Regions from separate parts of the Arachis hypogaea genome. Here region 2 is linked to region 1. A link is a contact called in public Hi-C data. All regions are on one chromosome and are shown on one strand. Each heading gives the region's core, a stretch centred on a gene start, on an enhancer-like site or on the middle of the called end of the contact. The rest is flanking DNA. Distances are from core to core; before and after follow the strand shown.

Region 1 (3,716 bases), core at 1,135-3,634:
ATTTCAAATAATAGTATTTAAATTCTAAATAATAACATTTAAATTCCACCCACATCAATTGATGTGAGCCTTGAGAATTGTGCACGACTACGAGCAAGAAACTAGAAGCTTCCGACAGTTCACATGAGAGCGAAGAGCCACCCCATCAGGCTTCGAAAGCTTGACAATCACCCAAGTCCACAAAAATGCATGTGACATCGTCACCCTAGACACGTCATATTTGAGGGCATTGTTACGGACCTGACCTCAGACTCAAACAGCCCTACTACAACCCAAGAAGGTACCCCCAGCTCCATACAAGTCTAGGGCTTAAAACCTTCACCTATCATCCGACTCAACGATGTTTTAACAACTTTTTAAATTCGAATTTTAAAAGACCCTAGTTTCATAATCACCCCAAAGATATGAGTAACAGTGAACCCTATATAAAGAGGAGTTATCCGCTCCTCCAAGTATGATCTTTTGAATCCTAAAAAATTTCACCTCTTAAATATTTATTGATTTGAACATCATAGTATCTTTGCAAGTCACTCTTACCTTTTTTTCATTCTCAACTACTAAAAGGCTCAGTAGGAGACCATTGGGAAGTCTCAAGAGGCGATCTCTGATTTTTCAAAGGTAACTCACGAATAATTTTTTACATGTATGCTCTACTTTTTTAAAATCCGATATGGAGCTCTCTCAAATTTTCTAACTACCCAATGTCTACATTTATATAAAGAATAATGCTAGATAATCAATTTTTCTTTTCACCTAATTTTTTAGAATTTTTTGTTTATCTTAAATACATAGCCCTAAATTCTCATTTATAAATATAAATACTAAAATTAGTTAACATAACTAAAAGTTGGTTCTTTATGTTTTTTCATTAGAAAAAGTATGAAGTATTTCTATCTACTGTCGTAATGAAGAGGTAATTATGATTTTTTTTTGTTTTTTGGGTCATGGGTAGGTAATTATGAATCTGTTACATGGCGCCTGATTCAATATTCTTAGAAGGTTTGGAGTATTAAAATTCTTCTTGAAGAGTTAAACAAAAGTTAACGTATTTAGAGTTTTAGTACTCTTTAATTAAGAAGAGAGAGAAGAATCATCATTTAATTATTAAAGAAAGAGAAAAGAATTAGCATTAAATTCTATTTGGGTTAAATTTTTTGTTTTAATTTAAATTTATTTTATTTTTAGATTGATACTAAATTATTATAAAATTATGATAAAAATAAAAATTTAAAAGAATTAAAAAGATATAATACTCTTATTATTCTAAATTTTTTTTATTTAAACAAACATATTCATATTATTTTAAAATTAATACGAATAATTTTATTTAAAATTTTTAAATTTTAAATAAATATATTCATCTTATTTTAAATAAATGTTCTCGTATTATTTTTTTAAAGCGGTTAAACATGATTTTTAAATATCTTAACAAAAGAGATAGATATATGTAATCTTTCAAATTAATAATATTAGAGTGTATATATAAGTACATAATATCTGAAAAGATTAATAAATCTTACCTAGAAAATATAGTTAGAGATATTTTTTGCTTAAGATAATAAAAATAATACGAATATATTTATTTTTATTAAATTAAATTATTAATTTAAATTATATCTATCTAAATTTTAAATAAAAAATTTTAAAAATTTAAAATTCAAATATGTGAATAAAATTAAATTAATAAAAAAAATAAAAATATACGAATACGATTCAAATTGTACAGAAATAGGAATAAATGTGTCGGTAAACAAATTCATTATTTTCAATGAAAAAAAGAAGATAGTATATTAAATAAACTTTATAAAATAAATTATCATTTTAAATAAATAATTAAAATAAATAAAATATAAAAATATTAATTAATTAGATTTTATTAACTAATTAAATAACTTATATACTAATAGAGCATATTAAATTTCTTATAATAATTATAATTATCATTTATTAAAAATATATTTTATAAGTTATAATTAATATGTTTGTAGTTTTTAAAAAAAAAAGTATTAATTGTTTATTAATTTTATCAGTATGCATTAAATATTAATTTAAATCAACGTAAAGTAAATTAAATTTTAAATTTTAATAGTGTTTTTTTTGTTAAAATTATATGAAATTTTAAAACTCCAAACATCAAGAAAATATTGTAACATCCACCCTGTTACATTAATTTGTCAATTTGGGTCTCTTTTTTTCCCCTCATTTTTGGACAGAAAATTCTGATACAAAAGATCAACTAGAAAATACATGCTTACTTATTTGTTTTTGGGCTTGTGTGTTTTATAAAATGTACGGGCTTCCATCATTAGGAAGCTACACATGTTTATGGCTCCAATCCTTATCCAAATATTTTGCTTCAAAACTTACAAATCTATATTCATCTTATGGGCCTGTATTGAAATTCTCCATGGAAATACGTGGTGATTTTCTTGGAACTAATAAAGTTGTGTTGTGTTCGTGGGAAACCAAAAAAAAAAAAAAGTTGTGTTGTGTTTGTGTGATTTTTTTTCTTTAAAAAATAAAAAACCAAGTATCTAGTATTTAGAAAATTTATGTTTTTAAACCAAGTCTAGTAATTAGTTCATTAATATTAATATTGGAGGATTAAATTCTATTTTGTACATGCAGTAATTTATTGACCAATAACAAACTCTTAAATGAAATTCCGATCTGCGACGAATTAATTATTAGCTTGTCATAATAGAGATACCATGAGAAATAAAAGAAATAAAGATATATATTCTAAAAAAAAATTAAAAATTGGATTTTGATGTAGTATTTAGCAAACATAATTAAAAAATCAAACATTTTAATCATTAAGCTTTGGTGTTTTTCTATAAAATGAAAATTTTCCTTTTTTTTAATGTACAAATTTATTTAAAGAAAAATAATTTATAGATTGATTTTGTTCCAACTGTTTTACATATTCTAAATAATTCAAATATTCTACACAAAATTAAATCAAATGCACAAATCGTTTAAAATTTTTAGGGGGATAAAATTTCATTTATATCTTTGGCAGCTATTTTTGTCAATGATATACAATTTCATGTACTATTTTAATTTGATTTTTTTTTAAGTCTGTAGATAAATTTCATTAGTTAGAATTGTATGTTTAATTCTATACAATTGTTTAGTAAATTGAACGCTACGATAGGGTGATAATATGTACCGTACCTGTGGGTATTTAATTTGATCCTACTCAGTCTATAGTCAAAGTAGGGTTGTCAATCTAATTCGTAGGTATATAAATTAAAAAAATATGCATGTATTTAAATTTCAAACAGGATAAATGAATAATATCTCTCTTCACTTATTTTAAACACGTAAACTATCCTAAAAAAGATTTATTAAATTTTTAATAAATAATTAAACTTATTTTTAATTTACACTCATCCACCTTTTTTTTAAATATTTTTTAGAGGTTCCTAAACTTCGTATGAAAGTTTACAATAACTTCACTTCGCCTTGCTAACACGGAATAATGCCACATGAGAATGCACATGAGCACTAATGGCATATGGTATATAACTGCATAATTGAGTATGATTTGATTCGTCTTGTGATCACATTTGATTCAGTCTTAAAAGTGTGGATTGGGTCTTAAAAGTGTGGATTGGATAGAATTAGATATGACTAAAATTTTGATATTCGATCCGTATTAAAATTATCGAATCAAATTCGATTGAATATTGACAATTTTTAAGTTTTTATTC
Region 2 (4,123 bases), core at 1,139-3,638, 54 kb after region 1:
TAGAAGGAATGGTATGGCCATGGTCAGGTGGGAGGTGGTGCAGGCTCCCAAAAATTTTGGTGGGTTGGGCATCGGGGATGCCATAGTGCGTAACACAACCCTTCTGTTTAAGTAGTGGTGACGTTTTTTGAAGAAGGAGTGTCTGTTATAGAAGAAGGTGGTTTGCTCTTGTAATAACCTGAGCCCGAATGTGCTACTGTCATCCCAGGTATTACTTGCCCGAGGGGGCCATGGAAGGATATTTTCCATATAAAGTTCAAGGATCAACAAGCAAGACAGAAGATGATGCTGGGTTGTCTATGGAGATTGGTGATGGGAGAGGAACTCGGTTCTAGGAGGATGTATGGATGTGTGGCGGTTCTCTGAAAGATCAATTTTCGAGATTTTTCTCAATTTCAAACCAAAGAGGATCCATTATAAGAGATTGTGGGTTTTGGGATGGGTTAGAGTGGAGATGGAACTTCCAATGAAGGCGAGAGCTATTCCAATAGGAGTTGGATTTAGTGAACCAGTTACATGATACTTTAAGACTGGTCAAACTTGCTTATGACAGAGAGGATAGAGTTGTGTGAAAATTTTATAAACAAGGTGTATTTTCTACTAACTCTTTTGTGCAGGTGTTGCAGGCGGAAATGATTTCGGAAGATATAGAAAGTTATAGCTTTACTAGGACAGTTTAGAAAGGTCTAGTTCCACCAAGAGTTGAACTGTTTGTCTGGTTTGTTTTAACTGGCAGGGTCAATATGAAGGAGAGGCTGAGTCGATTTGGAGTTGTTAACCAGAAAGATGTTGTATGTGTGTTATGTAACAAAGGTGTTTAATATGGCCACCACTTGTTTCTTGGTTTGAATTTTCTTGGCAGGTTTGGTGTGCATGGTTATCATTTGTTGGAAGACAATGGTCGTGCCCGGGGACGCTAGGAACATTTTCAAAGTTGGACTGAGCTATCAACTAGTAAGGAGGAGCGCAAGAGATGGATGATGTGTTTCTGTGCGATTACTTGGAACATTTGGCTAGAAAGGAGTAGAAGAATTTCTTAGAATAGTGAAAAAGGGGTTGACGATATTATCCATCTGTCATTTATGAACTATAAGGAATGGCTACGTGTGGATCATTTTTGTTGTTGATGACAATGCCGAAGATAACAAGGGGATATCTATTAGTGTTTTTTGCGTTGATTGTTTTTCTTTATTTGTTCTAGGTTGGTTCTGTTTGTTGCCTACTTATGCTCCACTTGTTGTGTTGAGCTCTCTTCTTTCAAATAAAAAAGTAATTTTCTAAGAGTGATTGTTGAACTATGTCTTACCTCAAGAGTTTTTTTTTTTCTTATATTACACCTTTCCGATATAACTGTTAGGTATTTACTGCCTTAAATGTACGTTTCAATGTCATAATCTGATAGCTTTACTGATGATAATTTTATTCACTTTAACGATATATCCGTTAACCATTAGTGAGCTAATAATGTGTTATTCTCATTTAATTGGATTTTTGGTGTATCATTCTTGTTCAGAACAGTGTCCCAACTTGAATTTTTTGCATATAAACCACCTATTATTAGAAATAATAGATTCAGAATATTGAAAACTCGGAATAAGAGAATAGTAATAATACGTGTCTCTGACCTATTTTTTACAATTTTGTTCAAATAATTTTTAAATTCGAAAGAACAAAATCACTTTTAAATAGTTACTAAATTGATTCTAAATTTATTAAAAATTGCTGCTAAAAATACATTTAATACAAGTAAAATTTTTTTATAATAAAACTAAAATAAAAAATAAAAAATATTTTTAAAATTCTTGAAAAATTTCAAAGATAAAACTTTGTCTTACCCTTTAAATTATTTAGTTGCTCAATCATTATTTTGTGAACATCACGACAATGTAACGTGGATGATTAATTAAAAAACAAAATAAATTATGTTATTAATTTTGAAAATTAAATAATAGAAACTAGAGCCATTTTAAATCAATTAAGTTAAAAAGAATAAAATTAAAAATTAAAGAATTAAGATATCCAACTAAATCACATATAAAATTTAACAAACTAAAATAATTTTATTTATTCTCTTCTATAGTTTTTTAAAAGGATAGAAAATATATATTTCAATAAAAATAAAGTAATTTTTATAATAAAAAAATAAAGACATAATTTATTATACATATTTAAAAAAATCAATTATAACTTTCATTTGTTTATCCGATTTCAAATTAAAAAATTCTTTGAAAAGAAAAAAAGTTCAACATTGTTGGATTTAAAAACTCACTTTGGGGATTTGCTCTTATCAATCAACACGGTGCCGACGACACGTATCAGTATCCCACGTGTCTGCCACGTGGCGGGAAACCAGCAGTCAAAGCTGCATAGTCTTGCGACGTAAATCTCTTCCCATATACGTTCCCCAAAACCTCCGCAAGTTACCACTTAGCAGCAACCAATTCAAGAGCGGTTATCCCTTTCAATTCATTTCCTCTTTCTCTTTTAATCCGCTACTGAACCTTGCCGGTGTTTGCTTCGTCAATACGTCACCGTTTCACTAACCCCAAATTATCCGAATCCCTGGGCCCTCAATTGGGACACACACTCTCAAAGTTTTAACTTTTAATCTTTCGCACTGTGCACATGATTTTGATATTTGATATTTGACATATTTTATAATAAGAATGATGTATTATATATCCATTTCCAATTCCGTTTCCCCCTCCTTTCTTGAATATCTTGGAGTATTTACTTCTTTCATTGGAGCCTTTCATCAAACAGTTTCAATACGTGCCTTTATATTTCAATATTTGTAGCCTTCTGGCGAGTGGAGTTGGTGAAAAGATTTGGTTTTTTCCCATTGTCGGAGATTCGTGGATCTTGTAGTTGGTGAATGGATTTGGATTAATGGGATTGTGCAAACTTTTTATCTTTGTTGCGAAGGGTGGTGGATTCAAGTGAAGATTCTCTCTCTCTCTCTCTCTCTCTCTCTCTCTCTCTCTCTCTCTCTCTCTCTCGCGGAATGGATATAACGGAAGTTACGATCTTGCATCATGTGGGGATCGTTCTGATGGTGATGTGGTTGCTATCTGCAGTAAACTATTTCCATCCATTTGCTTACTTTGTTGCTTTGATCTATCTTTACCTGGTGAGTGAGGGACCGTGGTTATCAATTTTGAAAACTTTTGGAGATTCTGAAAATTCTTTCTCTTTTGTTAGTTTTGTTTTTTTTTTTTTGGGTATTTAATTTGTTGGGTTGGTGATGCGGGATACAAATAAAAATGGGTACTTATTCTCAGTGATTGGAACTGAATTTGTACTCTGGTTTTTTTGTCTTTTTTGTTGTATTTGTTTAAAGACGGAAAGAAAAAGATGGAGGAATATAATATTTTGCTGACTTTGATATATTTCTTTTTTCTTTTGGCTTTGAAAAGGTTCATGAGCTTTATGTTACAAGGCTGCGGAAGAAGGTGCAGTTTGAGGAGAGGAAACAAGCTAATCAAAGAAGGGTAATTCTAATGGTGTTAGTTTTATTAATTTGATTTTATGAATTTATGAAGTTTATGTGGGAAAAACAGTAAGCTTCAGTTTAAGTAAATGAACAAAGGGGAAAGAAGAAATAGAAAATTTGTGAATAAATGCTGTTCTAAAAGTTAAAGAACCACCCCTTACTTCTTGAAGAATGACAGAATCTGAACATTATTTGCATGGTTATTCTTTTAAGGGTTTATGAAGTATGAGATGAGACAATATTAGTAAGTTACAAGTAAATGATGTACTCCAAATATAGTACAAGAAAATGCATAAAGGGCAATGGGGGGAAGAAACTATGTAATATATTCTCTCCCAAAAGTCAAGTTGAAATGGAATATGGTACTGATAAAAAAAGAGCTAGAACTTTCATCTAGACTATTCCTCTTGCTGCTGTTAAATGGATTATTAGTAACCTTCTGCAAGATGTTTTACCTTGATGAAGACTGAGCATTTCATTTGATGTCAAAAACAAAATTTTGTATAGCTTCATTATAAAAGGTACACTAGCAAATGGATTATTATTATATGGTTAAAAATGCAACACTCCTTGTCTCCTTGGTTTAGGGTTTTTGGTAGTCAATTCCTTTGGTTTTTTTAAATTTTAATA

The links. A called contact is a pair of places that touch in the nucleus more often than the background predicts.
Region 2: a contact with region 1 is called in a Hi-C map of leaf, with 2.3 times the contacts expected there. The contact joins the promoter of LOC112715082 here to the enhancer-like site in region 1. A contact is called at or near these places in 3 of 8 Hi-C or Micro-C datasets (leaf and an unstated tissue).

What each region holds. Positions count from the first base shown.
Region 1 is chr10:8,968,202-8,971,917 of arahy.Tifrunner.gnm2.J5K5, forward strand. No RefSeq gene overlaps it. Among protein-coding and RNA genes, the nearest start is that of LOC140173104, 11 kb to the left of the region's middle. Within about 2 kb of position 2,385, at least 3 of the 3 cell types and tissues checked have open chromatin away from gene starts, as enhancers often do.
Region 2 is chr10:9,022,187-9,026,309 of arahy.Tifrunner.gnm2.J5K5, forward strand. LOC112715082 (C2 domain-containing protein At1g53590) reads left to right here and starts at 2,389. Exons shown (of 12, transcript XM_025766834.3): 1 at 2,389-3,130; 2 at 3,417-3,491. The coding sequence starts at 3,005.